Regions from separate parts of the Mus musculus genome. Here all the other regions are linked to region 3. The links are chromatin contacts, called in public HiChIP or PLAC-seq and promoter capture Hi-C maps. All regions are on one chromosome and are shown on one strand. The core of a region is the stretch at or near the end of the contact, and the rest is flanking DNA. Distances in the headings are between cores, read along the strand shown. Region 1 has its middle 160 kb from the start of Gm36873. Region 2 holds the start of 9530062K07Rik (RIKEN cDNA 9530062K07 gene). Region 3 holds the start of Depp1 (DEPP1 autophagy regulator).

Region 1 (4,367 bases), core at 1,583-4,082, 310 kb after region 3:
AGGCAAGCTACATCTTTGGTAATCAGTAGAAAACAAGGCATCTTTATTTGGTGAATGGCTAAGCCTAGACAGGTATGGAACACACAGTAGGTATCCTTAGGTGCTGGGCACAGTTACGGTAGCCCAACTATGCAGATATCCCTTCCCCTTTGCACACTATCACCCCACTGTTTTTCTCAGCACCCCTAAGCTGTTAGGCAGCAGAGATGGATAAGGAGCTCATTTGGTAGGGAAGAGGCACAGAGCCCAGGCGGTCTCTAAATCATGCAACTAGTTAATGCTAAAACCAACATAAAACTCTACTCTACTCCCTTGGCTCCAGAGAGTGTGCTCTTTCCTGCATACCTAAATGTTAAAAGATGGAGGAAGCTTTCATCTTCAAAAGGCTGAGGCTGGACTCAGGGAGTGATATTGGATGTTACATCAGTTGTTCTGCACAAGTTGTTCATTTGGACCACCAAGGCAGCTAAAAGATTAAAAGTAAAAATAAAGGCCTAAATAGAAATTTCTCAAAGGAATATGCTCAAAATGGTCAGCAGACACAGGAAGAATACTCAGCATCAGAAATTGTCAGCACAATGCTGGTCAAAACCATAAAGAGAAACCACCCAGCCCTAGTAAGAATGGTTGGTTTTTAAAAAGACAAAAGATAGCAAGTCCTGGTAAGGATGTGGGGTGAAAGGAACTCTTACACAGATTGCAGGGACATAAATTGGTACAGAAGTTACAGGAGCAAGAATCAAATATTGGGTGATCTAGAAACTCTTCAATGTGGTGTGATGGTGGTGTCTATATGTGTGTATTTGTGTGTGTATGTGTTTTACGTGTGTGTGTGTGTGTGTGTGTGTGTGTGTGTGTGTGTGTGTGTGTGTGTGCGTGTGTGCGCGCGCGCGTGCGCTCAGAGAAAATGAACATTAGATAACAGACAGACATCTACACTCCCATTTTCATTGAGGATCCATTTACAAAGGCTAAGAAAAAAGAAGTAGCCTGCATGTCTATCAACAGATGACTAGAAAACAAGGTGGTACCTGTGCATCATAAATATTATTCAGCCATAGGGACGAATGAAGCCCTGGATTTATAAAACCACAGATGAAGTGGACACCATTATGTTAAGGGAACCAAGACAAGTGAATCGTGACATGTCACTGGTCTCATTTCTATGAAGCACTTACAAGCGTGGTTCTCAGAGCCTGAGAGGATGCTGTTGTTTACTAGAGACCAGGGGAAGGAGGGGAAGAGAAAGGATACAGGAAAGTTGACTACTGCTTTCTCAGGGAGTTCCTCTTGGTTTCTACTCTGTATCTCCCAGCTCATGCACTCCATTTGGGTCATATGAACATTTAAATTAGTGGTTCTTATCCGGAAGAATGTATGTGAATGGCTTGATCTTAGAAAGGCAGCAATTAAAAGCTTTTGCATTATAATGCCGCATGGCAAGCTCTGGGAGAGAGTCGGATCGCAAAGGATGAAGAACAGAGGAACTCTGGGTGCAAAAGAGCAAGGCTTAGAGCTTAGATAAGTTCATGTTGAGTCCTACGGCTTTGAGGGTTTGGTGAAGGGGAATGTGGCTGAGCTTGCTGTCATCGGTAAACCCCAACGAAGATGCACCTGGAAAAGCCCATCACAGGGCATCTCCAAGGCAGGGGAACGAATGGACAGTGGGCCCATAATCACCCAGTGCCAAGGAAGGAAGGAGAACTGAGCAGGGGTCTCCTGGACTTATTTGTACACCGAATATTATACACAGTGTTTCTCATGTCTCATTATGAGGTTATAAGCTCTGGTGAAAGCCAACCCTCTCTTTGCATCAAGGCATCCTTACTTTAAACACAGCTGTGTACTTTGTAATCAGAGACGGAATTAGTCTCTGAAAACCTAATAGATACAGAATTAGACTCTGAAAACAATCCTGTGTATTTGTAGAATCTTCATAGTTATTCTTCCTTTACACCTGTGACACGTAGGCAGAATGACTTCACGATCAAACACCATGTAAAAACTGAGGTTTGACTCAAATTCAGTTCCCTCACTCAGCCTCCATAAGGAACATAGAAAACACATTCTTCCTATGGACTAGTGTTCAACATTCAGTGTGAGCCTGTGGGCTTGGGTCCCAGCAAGTCCTGATCTCTAAGGTTGGGTCCACCATGTGTTTCTAGCCAACAAGAAGGCACATGATGATCACTTACTCAAAGTGCTCGGGACAGGACCACAGAGGGCTGGCAGCTCTAGTCTTTGCTCTGATTTGGGCCAAGTTTTCAATTTTGTGGAGCTCCCGTTCCCTCCACTGTCACATGAGCTTCCATAATGCCAGTCTGAAGTCCTATGTCTGTTGTGAAGATGGTGAACAGTGAGTGATTCACACAGTGGGGACACAGTAGACACTCACTAATGGCAGTACAGAGGGTTCTTCTGTAACCTGAGGTGAGAGCAAGGGGAATTTTGTCATTTTTTTGTTGGGAAGAAAACAGCTGTACGTTTACAATCGGGCATCTGCAGAGCGTAGCCACTGCGTGCTTTAGTCAAAGAAGCCATTCCTGGGGCTGCGTCTCTGGCCCTGTGCCCCTACCAGGCTACAGAGGGTCATTCGAAGTGAACCCAGGACTGTGAACATGGACACATGCTGGGAGATGTCCTCTGTGGTGAACAAGCCCGTTAGAACGATGAAGCCCATAAGCCCCATTCCACCCACAGCGGTTCATTAGGAACAAAACATGACGAGTTCATTTGAATGGCGGCTAATGGCAAACAGATGTGCTGGCAAAGCAAGGCCAACAAAACGCTGTCTCCAAAAGCGTAGCTATGTCCTGGAAAGCCAGGGTCCTGTTTTCACTTTATGTTTCAGTCCTCCAAGTGCGAGTGAGACAGAGGATGGCTAACAGGAAACAGGGTACGACTTTATGCTTCTGCATACTAACAGGCTCCCAGCAGGATGAAAGTGAGGCCGGTGGAAAGAGAAAAGGGTTAGATAGGACTCAGGAAGCTCATCTAACCTGTGCCTACCCGTGGGATGCTTGGAATAGGTTCTTCCAGAAGGTTTCGCTGTAACACAAGGAGAAGAACGTGAACATTATTTACTGAGCTGGTGTCTAGATGCTGTCAGAAGTTGTATGAACACACATGTGCTTGCATACGCACATGCATAACCAGGCACGCACGTGTGCACCCACAAGCACACAAACAGACACGCACATTTCATAATGTCAGTCACATCTAACAGAGCAGTAGAGTGTTAGCTTTTTGTTTTTATTTCTGACTTTACACTTTTGACAGTGTCCAAAGTCATGTTGAGTGACTGGTGTGAGCGTGAGCGCCACTGGCCTGAGCTGAAGTGGGTATAGATGTTAGTGACACAATAGACACAGATAGAAGATGGTGTGCTCTAAATGCCTCTGGAATCTTCAAAACTTCTGTCTGATTTAATCGGGTGGACTGACATGGGGTGAGACAGAGGCAGCAAGATAGAAACTGCAAGCAAGGGAATAGCAAGTGCTTAAAGTCAGGCACTTCCAAAAAACCAGGAAAGGGTTTGTCAAGCACATACTGTGGATTTGGGGTTTAGCTTAAATAAAACTAAGCTGACTTTGGTACCCATAATCTACCTCATCAAGACTGACGAACATTCTAGGGTTAGAGCCCTTGGTTGGGGGTCACTGGGGCAATCAAAGGAGGAAAAGAAAACACTGACTCTTGGGGAATCCCCATCCCTAGCTATTTTTAACTACGAGGTATATGACTGACCTGGGCCACAAAACTGCCTGTCCTCGTGGCCCAGGGGCCTTGTCAAGAGCTTTTTCCCACATCATAAAGTACATGAATTCTCATTTAGTCTGTATCACATCCCCTTTTTAACATATTAAAAATTGTGGTTATCTCAAAATAGTGTCCTTCTGATTTGGATTAGAAATGTATGTAATCTTTACATAAGGAAAAAGAAAAAAACAGAACCTATAGTAGGGTGTACAAAATATTCAATTCCAAGTGAATTAAAAGCTAAATAAGCAAATTTAAGAGAAAATATTTGGAGCTAAGAAAGGGAGGGAAAATATTTTTTAATTAAGATAATATTTAATTTTGTTTGTATGTATGTGTATTTATATGCATTGCATTCATGCATACATGCGTGTGTGTATTTGTATGTATGTGTGCATGTGTATCTGTGTCAGTACTCATGTGTGTGTGTTCGTGTTCAGAATCCAGAACATGGCATTGGATCCCCTGGAACAGGAGTTACAAGCATATATTAGCCATTAGTGGGTGCTGGGATCTGAACTCGGATCCTCTGGGAAACTAGAAAGCTCTCTTTCCAGCCCAGAAAAGGTTATTTTTTTTTTTTTATTTTTGTAGAAAACTGCAACATT
Region 2 (3,917 bases), core at 424-2,923, 440 kb before region 3:
CTAACCTTAGTCAAACACCCTTCCCTAACACTAATACTAAGCTAAGACCAGGCTGCCTTCACACAAACATGTATCAGTTTAGATATGCCTCTTCAGGGTTGGGATAAAGAAATTGTGTGCTACCATACCCAGCTGTGTAATGAATATTAAGGCTGCCCTAATCCTAATTAAACCTTCATCTGTTACGCTCACCCTAAGACTAACGCTCTCCTAACCATAATTCACAACTATCTCAGCATTAACCGTAACACTAAATCCTAACTATAACCCTTCCTTTTATGAGTTGCTTCTGAGGTAATTTTTATTATAACAATAGAAAAATAACTAAGACAGCCACCTTAACCCTAACCCCCAAAATAGCACCATAACCACAATGTTAATCATAACCCTAAATCTAATGTCTATCTATAACACCTGCTCACCCTAACAGCAACACAGATACAATCACACTAATGCTACAGAAACCAACCTGAGCCTTTACCCTGGCTTTACTAGTTCACAGCTGACTACTTGCTCATAAGCAGTTAACTCCCCATTCCCTTCTTTCCTCAATCCCTGGCCCCCACCAACCTACTTCCTCTCTCTGGATTGATCCATTCTGGATATTTCATATAAATAGAATAACCTGTGCTCATGTATATGACTGACCTCTTTCAATTGAAGTATTTCTAGGTTAATTCATGCCCTATCATATATCAGCATTTTATTTCTTTTGGTGAATTGCGTGGTTCTACAGCATTTTGTTTATCCATTCGTCACCTGATGGACATTTAGATTGCTTCTGCTTTCTGGGTATGGATCAACACTACAGTGAAAATTCTTGCAGATTTTTACCTGAGCAGGTTTTCATTTGTCTTAGTTGCATACCAAAGAGAAATCTTTAATGAGGTTTCAACGGAGGTGGCCACAAAGCAAAATCTGAAAGTTGGAAAAATAATCTGCACAGGAGAAATGATAAGATCTAAGGTGAGCACTCACCATATACCAGGCACTATCTGTTTTAACACCTATTATCGCTTCTTTTTTATTTTTATTTTTCGAGACAGAGTTTCTCTCTGTGTAGACCAGGCTGGCCTCGAACTCAGAAATCCGCCTGCCTCTGCCTCCCAAGTGCTGGGATTAAAGGTGTGCGCCACCATGCCCGGCTGTATTGCTTCTTTAATATGCAGAAGAAAGCTTATAGAAGAAGCTAAGTAACTTGTTCTCGGGCACACAAAAAGGAAAGATAAGGGGTTATTTCTAAAAGTCAGTCTGGGCAAGACCAACTCAGAAAGGGGTCTGTTCACAAGGAAGTGCTAGTGGACAGCCAGGGGAGCTTTGGATTTCGATTTCTACCCCTCCACCTCCCGGCCTTGAATCTCAGCTGAGGGTTTCAAGAATTTCAAGCGGATCCACATTGAACTGAAACCAAACCGGTTAGCAGATGTACACATTGAGGGTCACTGTGGCCCTGGGCTAGTCTCACATCACATGCATAATCAATAAAGCCGCCGCACATCCAGGAAGTCGTCCTCCGCTCTCCTTCCTCTTCAGCTCCCACCTGGTAGGCCACGGGACTCCTCAGCATGGGCCCCACTGGTACCTTCCGCCTCTTTCGCACTAGCTGGCCGCTTAAACACCTTCTCTCTGGTCAAACCCAATTACCCAGGAGCTACTAACCCATAGCTCCCGATCAGAGGCTGCGCCCCAGGTCACGTGAGGACACCATCACGTGACGTGAACCATGTGATTACCACCGCGCTGGGTGGGCAGTGTAGTAGCCACTCCCGTAGTCACTTTGGAGCTTGCTGAGTGGCGGTGTCATCGTGGTGAGGACGGCGGCCCAGGAGGGCAGGGCTGGATCCTTCGCCCCAGACTCAGCTCTTCTTTTTGTCCTTCTCGCTGTAGATGAACCGGACGAGCCCCGACTCGGAGCGGCCTCCGGCATCCGAGCCGGTGTGGGAACGGCCCTGGTCGGTGGAGGAGATCCGCCGCAGCAGTCAGAACTGGTCTCTGGCGGCTGACGCCGGTGTGAGCGGGGGACCCGGGGCCAAGGGAGGGACAGAGTTGTAGTTACCCCTCCTCGGGGACACGCTTCCTCCAGTATTCAAAGGCGCAATCTCAGACACCGGGGAGGGCGGCCCTGTGGGCTTCTACCCAGCACTCTGCCGCGCAGACGCGGGTTTCCTTCCGTGCAGTGGCTTTTCAACCTTGCCCTCCACGCCATCCTGCTGAGCAGATTCTGTTTCTGCCCTCTCCAAGGACTGCTTTGTCTCTACGGAGGCCCTTCTGTATTAGAACTGGGGCTAAATGGGGCAGCACATATTTTTGAGTAGATCTGCTCACTTCGGGACCTAAGAGCTCAGAACTTTCATACAAGTGGGATTTGGGGTGTTTTGTCACACTATGTGGTCTCTGGAGCGTGACAACCAAACAGGGCTTTAAATCCCTGTAGAAATGTGATACTGGTTTTGTGTTCTGGACAAACTTATCTGATGAGCTTTCTTAATGCTTTCCAGGGTCACCTGACCTTAGATCAACAGTATCATCCCTTTTTCTTAACATAGGGGCAAAAGGGGAGGGGTTTTTTGTTTGTTTGTTTTGCTTTAAATCACATGTAGTGTTGATACTTGTGTATGTTTCTTTTCAAAATAGCTACTACAGTTTCTACAGGAATTCTCACAGCAGACTATCTCCAGGACTCATGAAATCAAGAAGCAGGTGGATGGATTAATTCAGGAGACCAAAGCCACACATTGTCGTCTGCATAATGTGTTCAATGACTTCCTCATGCTGTCTAATACCCAGTTCATTGAGAATGTGAGTTGTTTTATGGTATCTGACTTTCGAATAATCCCTTTTGGGGAGTAAGAACTATTGTCATTTATAATGATAATAAGGTTCTCTTCTAAGTTTTGGTGGATAGATTGGTTCTTGGTAACTGAAGCTCCTTTCTCTGAAATCAGTGTCTTTTATCAGTAAAGTTCATGGGTTTTACAAACCTTTAAAAACATCTAATAATAAGGTTTGCCTCGTGCTGGTTTTTCTGTTTTTAGTTTTGAGGGCAATTACCATTTGAGCAGAGTTGTGTGCCTCTCAAAAAAGCCACTGTGCTCATTCAGTATGGTCAGCTCTAAGCCTGGCTTGGCCTCACGTGCCCCACTTTTGCCTTCAGTCCCTAGAGACTTTATGTAGGTCCATCATGTCTCCCTCAGTTGTGTAAGTGAATGCAGATGTCTGCTTTGCATTTCGTCATCTACAGTTTTCTTTTTCTTCCTTTTCTTTTTTCTCCTTCTGTTTGTTTGAGACAGGGTTTCTCTGTGTAGCCCTGACCGTCCTGGAACTCACTCTGTAGACCAGGCTGGCCCGGAACTTACAGAAATCTACTTGCCTCTGCCTCCCAAGTACTGAGATTTAAGGTGTGGGCCACTACTGTCCCGCCAGCACCAGTTTTTCAATTTGGATGAATATATGACACAGAGTCACCAGTACAAATGCTGCTGGCCTTTAACTAAAGTGTATGTGAATTTTGTTTTCATAGTGAGTTCCTGCAATCTGCTAGGAATACACAGATAAATTATCTTGGTAGAATTACAATAGAAAAGACGCAGGCATGCCTGGAGCCATCTAGCAAAGGGAAAGGAATGTATTGAGAACAGGGGGTGGGGTGGGGGGCTGTGGGGGGAGCTTAGTTCATCTGATCCAAGAATATTTTTCTGAATTAATTTGTAGAAAGGCATTGGGGGGGGGCGGTTGTATTTTTTTTTTTTTTTTTTTTTAGCAGCTCAGGATTAGTTCTGACTAGTGTAGAACTTGCTATATAGACCAGGCTGGCCTTGAATTTGGAGAGAAATTCTCACCTCTGAGGTTACAGGCTTACAGCCCTACACCCAGCAGTGAGAAGAGAATTACTCAAGTCCACAGCATCCTGAAATTAT
Region 3 (4,339 bases), core at 666-3,165:
TGGCATGGATAGGCCTACTAACCATGATTCATGATGGCTAACACGCACACTGAAGATGTTTGAGAACACAACGGATGATGGTGATGACGTGGGGTCTAATTAAGAGTTCAGCCAAGCTTCCTAATCCATGGAACAGGAAGCTAAGCAAAGCCTGCGATTAGGTCTCTGCTATGGAGTGATGCTAAGGCATGGTGGTGAAGGGTGTGCTAAGTGAGGTCTGAAGACTCACATACTTAATGGCTACTTAAACGTACAGCACAGGGGATTGCAGTGGGCCTGGTGCTGCCCCGTGGATCTCTAAGATTCATTCATCTGGAAGAACTGGGGTCCCTACTTCTCTTTCTTCCCTACCACTCTTGATAGCCATCTTCCTTCTTTCTGCCTCTATGCATTTGAGTTATTTTGGATTCCACACTACACTTAAGTGAAATCATGCCCCACCCACTGCCCCATGGAGTCTCCTCTCTCTTCATTGTCCTGGAAAGCCCCCGTGAAAACAGGGATGTCATGAGAACCTTCACGTGGGGATGGCCTCACCCCCACTCACAGTGTGGATCTCATGGTCGGCTAACAGTCATGCCTAGTTTCAAACACCTCACTGACCACAGAGAGAAGAGTCTAAGGCTATCAAAACCACACACAGCTTCCTGATACGGCCTCACAGTGTTTGCCTAAACAGTCAGGCAAAAGGCTGGAGTCCTGTGGAATCATTCAGGTGTAAGTTGGGAATTGTCACCTGACTTAAGCATTGTTCAGTATCTCCAATGTCCCCATGCCTTTACCCATGACTCTAATGCTACACTTGGAATGCATAGACACAAGACCAGCAGCTCACCATGCTGCAGGAGGCTAGTGTCTGTCCAGCCCTCATGTATCAGACCTGAACGTACTGTTCCCTCTGTAACTCCTCTTCCTCCCGCTTCTGAGGGTAGGTGAGCAGAGGCGCTGAGGCCTGAGAAACGCAAAGCCGGTTCCTTCCCAGGGCTGTCCATCTTGCCTTCAGCTGCCACTGTGTTGGTATCACCCTTGGAGTCCCCTGGTTTCTCACAGCTGCTGTCATTTGCCCGAGCATGGCATCTGGCAGAAGCCACACTACAGCTCCTTACTCAAACCTATAGTGCCTTGCCCTTGCTTTGGTATCATCTGGCCCACCTGACCTGGACCACCCCCTCTTCTGCTGCTCCACAGCCCTTCGGCGCTCTATTTTGCAGCCATCCTGAGTGCTGAGTCACTGCGCCTGCCCACTGATGACTCCATAATCCTTCTCACTGGGAAACAGGCATCATACGTGGTGATTTGTCCACAGTATTTGCTATGCCATTAGCAGTCACTGGCACATGCCTGGCCAACAACGGGCAAGCAAATTTCTCCTTGAAAGTATCTGAGATGTTATGAGAGAAGTCAGACAGACTGTCAAGCTGCCCCGGCACTTGTGTAAGGTGATGTCCCTCACCCTGCAAGCCTCATGTGTTATCATGATCATAAGTGTAGGCCTGGAACTCAGCAAAACTTAGCACAAGGCTGGCGTGTCACAGGATCACAGGTCCTGGGGTAATCCATAGTAGAAAATACTGTGCTATACCAGACAGGGGTGGAAGCCCATGGGGGTCCTATGGAGGTCCCAGGTTCCAGCAGTCCCCAGGTCCCAGGAACCCCCAGGCTGGCTTTGCTCTCTACCCATAGTAAAGCTGTCTAAGTCAGGTGAGGTGGCTGCCCCACACCTCACCCTACAGTGTAAATATTTCCCAACCTCCTGCAGGCACATACACAAATTCCAGGCTGGCAGCTGGGCCAAGCCCCACCCTCTGTGCTTTCCCCTGAGAACCTTCCAAAGTGCTGTTATTTTGAGCTTTTCCTGACAATGATTGATGACCGGAGGAACCGTGTAAAAGCAGCAGTGTGTGTTGGGTTTGCCAGACCGCACAGGGGAAGAAACCACAGCACATCGTCCTGACTGTCCTCTTCCCAGGGACCAAGAGCTAGAGACCCGGCTGTGACTGCCCGCCTCTGGGGCTTCCTTTAGAGGAGACAGTCTTTACCCATCTAGACTCCTGCCACCCTGACTGCTGACTTACAGGTAAGAAGAGCAGCCACCCTTTGGCTTGACACTTTTAAAACACGGGGCTAGTTTATCTCTGAGAGCATCTCTCATCCCGAGCTTTCACGGCCTGACTACTGGATAGAGAGCAGGGGGGTGGGTACCACCGACCACTATGATAATAAGGTGTTTATACAAGGCCTTTGTGTTTACAGGAGAGCTGTGATGTCAAAGCTATGTCTCCGTGAATTTCCCCATATATCCCTGCCAGTGGGATGTTTATAACCCTATTTTTCAGACAAGTAATTAGAGGTTTAGAGAGGTGACATTGCCAGTCTCTAAGTCATTAAGTGGCAGAGACGAGTTTAAAACCTAGGTGTTCTCTGACCCCACATTAATACCCCCCCCCCCGTTTTCTTACCTGTTCGTTCTTCATTTTAAAATTTTTAATTAATTTATTTTATTTTATATGCATGGATATTTTGCCTACACTAATGTATGTGTGCTACACACATGCCAGTCAGACCCCTGGAACTTGATTTATAGATGGCTAGAGCCACTATGTGTGTGCTAAGAACTGAACTCAGGCTCTCTGCAAGAATAAGTACCCTTACCACTGAGCCCCGACTATCTGGCTATTCTTAAACAACACTAATGATGAAGCCTTAGTGAGCTGGGTACTTTGGTGGTAGCTGGAAGGATGAGTGCGGGTGGGGGCAGGGGGGTGAGCCTTGGTCTCAGATCTGCAGGTTTCTTATTGTTTTCTGGGTACCCGAGCCCCGTGTAGCATCTCCGATGAGGGAGAGGAAGTAGGAGGGTGTCAGGGTGGCATGGCGGGCTCGCCACTGGTTTCCTCTTGGCTAACAGGTTGCTTTTGCTTTATTAGCAGCTATGAGGTCCCGGCTTCTGCTGCCCGTGCCCCATTTGCCAACGATTCGGGAAATGTCAGAAGAGCTGTCACATGGGGCAGCTGGGCAGGAACCCCCAGCGTCCCCCAGCCTGGATGACTACGTCAGGTGTATCTGTCAGCTGGCACAGCCCACCTCAGTGCTGGACAAGGTCACAGCCCAGAGCCGTCCCAACAGACCCTCCCGGCCAGCCTGGACTCGAGAGAAGAGGCGCCAGGCCGAGTCTCCAGGAGACAGCTCTCTTTGCGTCAGCAGCCTGCAGCCCACACTGCCCTCTCCCGGCACTGACAACCCTCTGGACTGGCTCTTTGGGAAGTCACAGGGAGAGCAGGCAGATGGGAGAGGTCGACCCAACAGGACTGGTTCTTCAGATCCCTGGGATGTGCCCAGACAGATGGGCAAGGACACGGGGAGACTCTGTGAGGCCAGGGTACCTGAGCACTCTCTGGGAAGAAAACCAGGGCCCAGGCACCAGACCTCCGACCTGAAAAGCTGGACTTCTAGAAAGTCCTGCCGGGCCTTAGCGTCCGTCTCCAGCTCTCGCCCCAGCAGTATCCTAGGTACTCTCTATTTGCACCTCCCAGTGATCCATGAACTCTAACTCCTACCCCAGGAAAAACCCATAAAGGATATGGTGGGCCCCTGTGCTCTCTCTAGCTTTCCTCTCCTGTGGTGGACACTTCCTGGCAGGTCTGCAGGGACTGGGCAATTCCTAGTGAGACCCATCCTCTAAAGAGCGATGACAGTCTAGCTCCCACAATGCGACTTTGACTGGTACCTTTTGTGTCTGGCTGGCCCGTGACTTTGAAGCGACTCAGTGTCCTCTATGTCTTGGTTTTATCATGACTAAAGTGAGTGTAGGTGGAGTGACCACCTCCCAGATTGCTCTAATGAGGAGATGCGGGCTGTACTCTGGGTGGCTGCCACAGTCTCATGAGAAACCAAGGGCAAAGGACCAAGGAAAAGGGTCTCAGGCCCCTAAAGCAGTGGCTTTCAACCATCCTAATGTTGTGACCTTTTAATACAGTTCCTCATGTTGTGTGACCCCCCAACCATAAAATGATTTTTGTTTCTACTTCATAACTGCAATTTTGTTACTGTTACGAATCATGGTGTAAATCTTTGAGCTTTCCAGTGCTCTTAGGTGGCTTCTGTGACAGGGTCGTTCAACCCCGAAAGGGGCTGTGACTCAGGTTGAAAAACACTGTCTTAAAAGCATCCAAGGAAGGGCCTGGCCTCTATGCTCTACCTTCAGGCATATATTTCCAGAGGCCCAACAAAAGATATGAGGTCTCAGCAGATGTATTACTGTGTTTCATAGGGATTGTCACCTAGGTACCCAGGGGACATGCTATCTTGACTCCAGTGTCCAAATCTCATTGTGGTACCAGAG

Evidence for each region. Promoter capture Hi-C pulls out the DNA fragments that hold promoters and counts their contacts. HiChIP or PLAC-seq counts read pairs in DNA pulled down with a chosen protein or histone mark.
Region 1: a promoter capture Hi-C map of second pharyngeal arch cranial neural crest shows a contact between it and region 3, with 4 times the contacts expected there. The contact joins the enhancer-like site here to the promoter of Depp1 in region 3. A contact is called at or near these places in 7 of 39 promoter capture datasets (the 3T3-L1 cell line, frontonasal cranial neural crest, hippocampal neurons and 3 more), 1 of 15 datasets of contacts at CTCF or cohesin (pro-B cells) and 7 of 484 Hi-C or Micro-C datasets (adipose-derived mesenchymal stem cells, cerebral cortex, embryonic fibroblasts and 2 more).
Region 2: a contact with region 3 is called in an H3K27ac HiChIP or PLAC-seq map of embryonic stem cells, with 2.3 times the contacts expected there. The contact joins the promoter of 9530062K07Rik here to the promoter of Depp1 in region 3. A contact is called at or near these places in 8 of 39 promoter capture datasets (the 3T3-L1 cell line, the C10 cell line, embryonic stem cells and 5 more), 1 of 484 Hi-C or Micro-C datasets (nephron progenitors), 4 of 115 datasets of contacts at active chromatin or transcription factors (embryonic stem cells and pancreatic cancer cells) and 2 of 9 other capture datasets (adipose tissue and liver).

Annotation. Positions count from the first base shown.
Region 1 is chr6:116,957,104-116,961,470 of GRCm38.p6, forward strand. No RefSeq gene overlaps it. Among named protein-coding and RNA genes, the nearest start is that of Gm36873, 160 kb to the left of the region's middle. Within about 2 kb of position 2,833, at least 26 of the 459 cell types and tissues checked have an H3K27ac peak or open chromatin away from gene starts, as enhancers often do. A contact at or near this core is called in second pharyngeal arch cranial neural crest, where this site is marked.
Region 2 is chr6:116,206,320-116,210,236 of GRCm38.p6, forward strand. It overlaps 9530062K07Rik (RIKEN cDNA 9530062K07 gene), which reads right to left and starts at 1,674. Exons shown (of 4, transcript NR_131013.1): 1 at 1,583-1,674; 2 at 835-938. Washc2 (WASH complex subunit 2`) reads left to right here and starts at 1,714. Exons shown (of 31, transcript NM_026585.3): 1 at 1,714-1,808; 2 at 1,888-2,010; 3 at 2,635-2,799. The coding sequence starts at 1,888.
Region 3 is chr6:116,648,769-116,653,107 of GRCm38.p6, forward strand. Depp1 (DEPP1 autophagy regulator) reads left to right here and starts at 1,916. Exons shown (of 2, transcript NM_145980.2): 1 at 1,916-2,077; 2 at 2,925-4,079. The coding sequence starts at 2,930. The coding sequence ends at 3,547. All of the region lies in intron 3 of Rassf4 (Ras association (RalGDS/AF-6) domain family member 4), which reads right to left.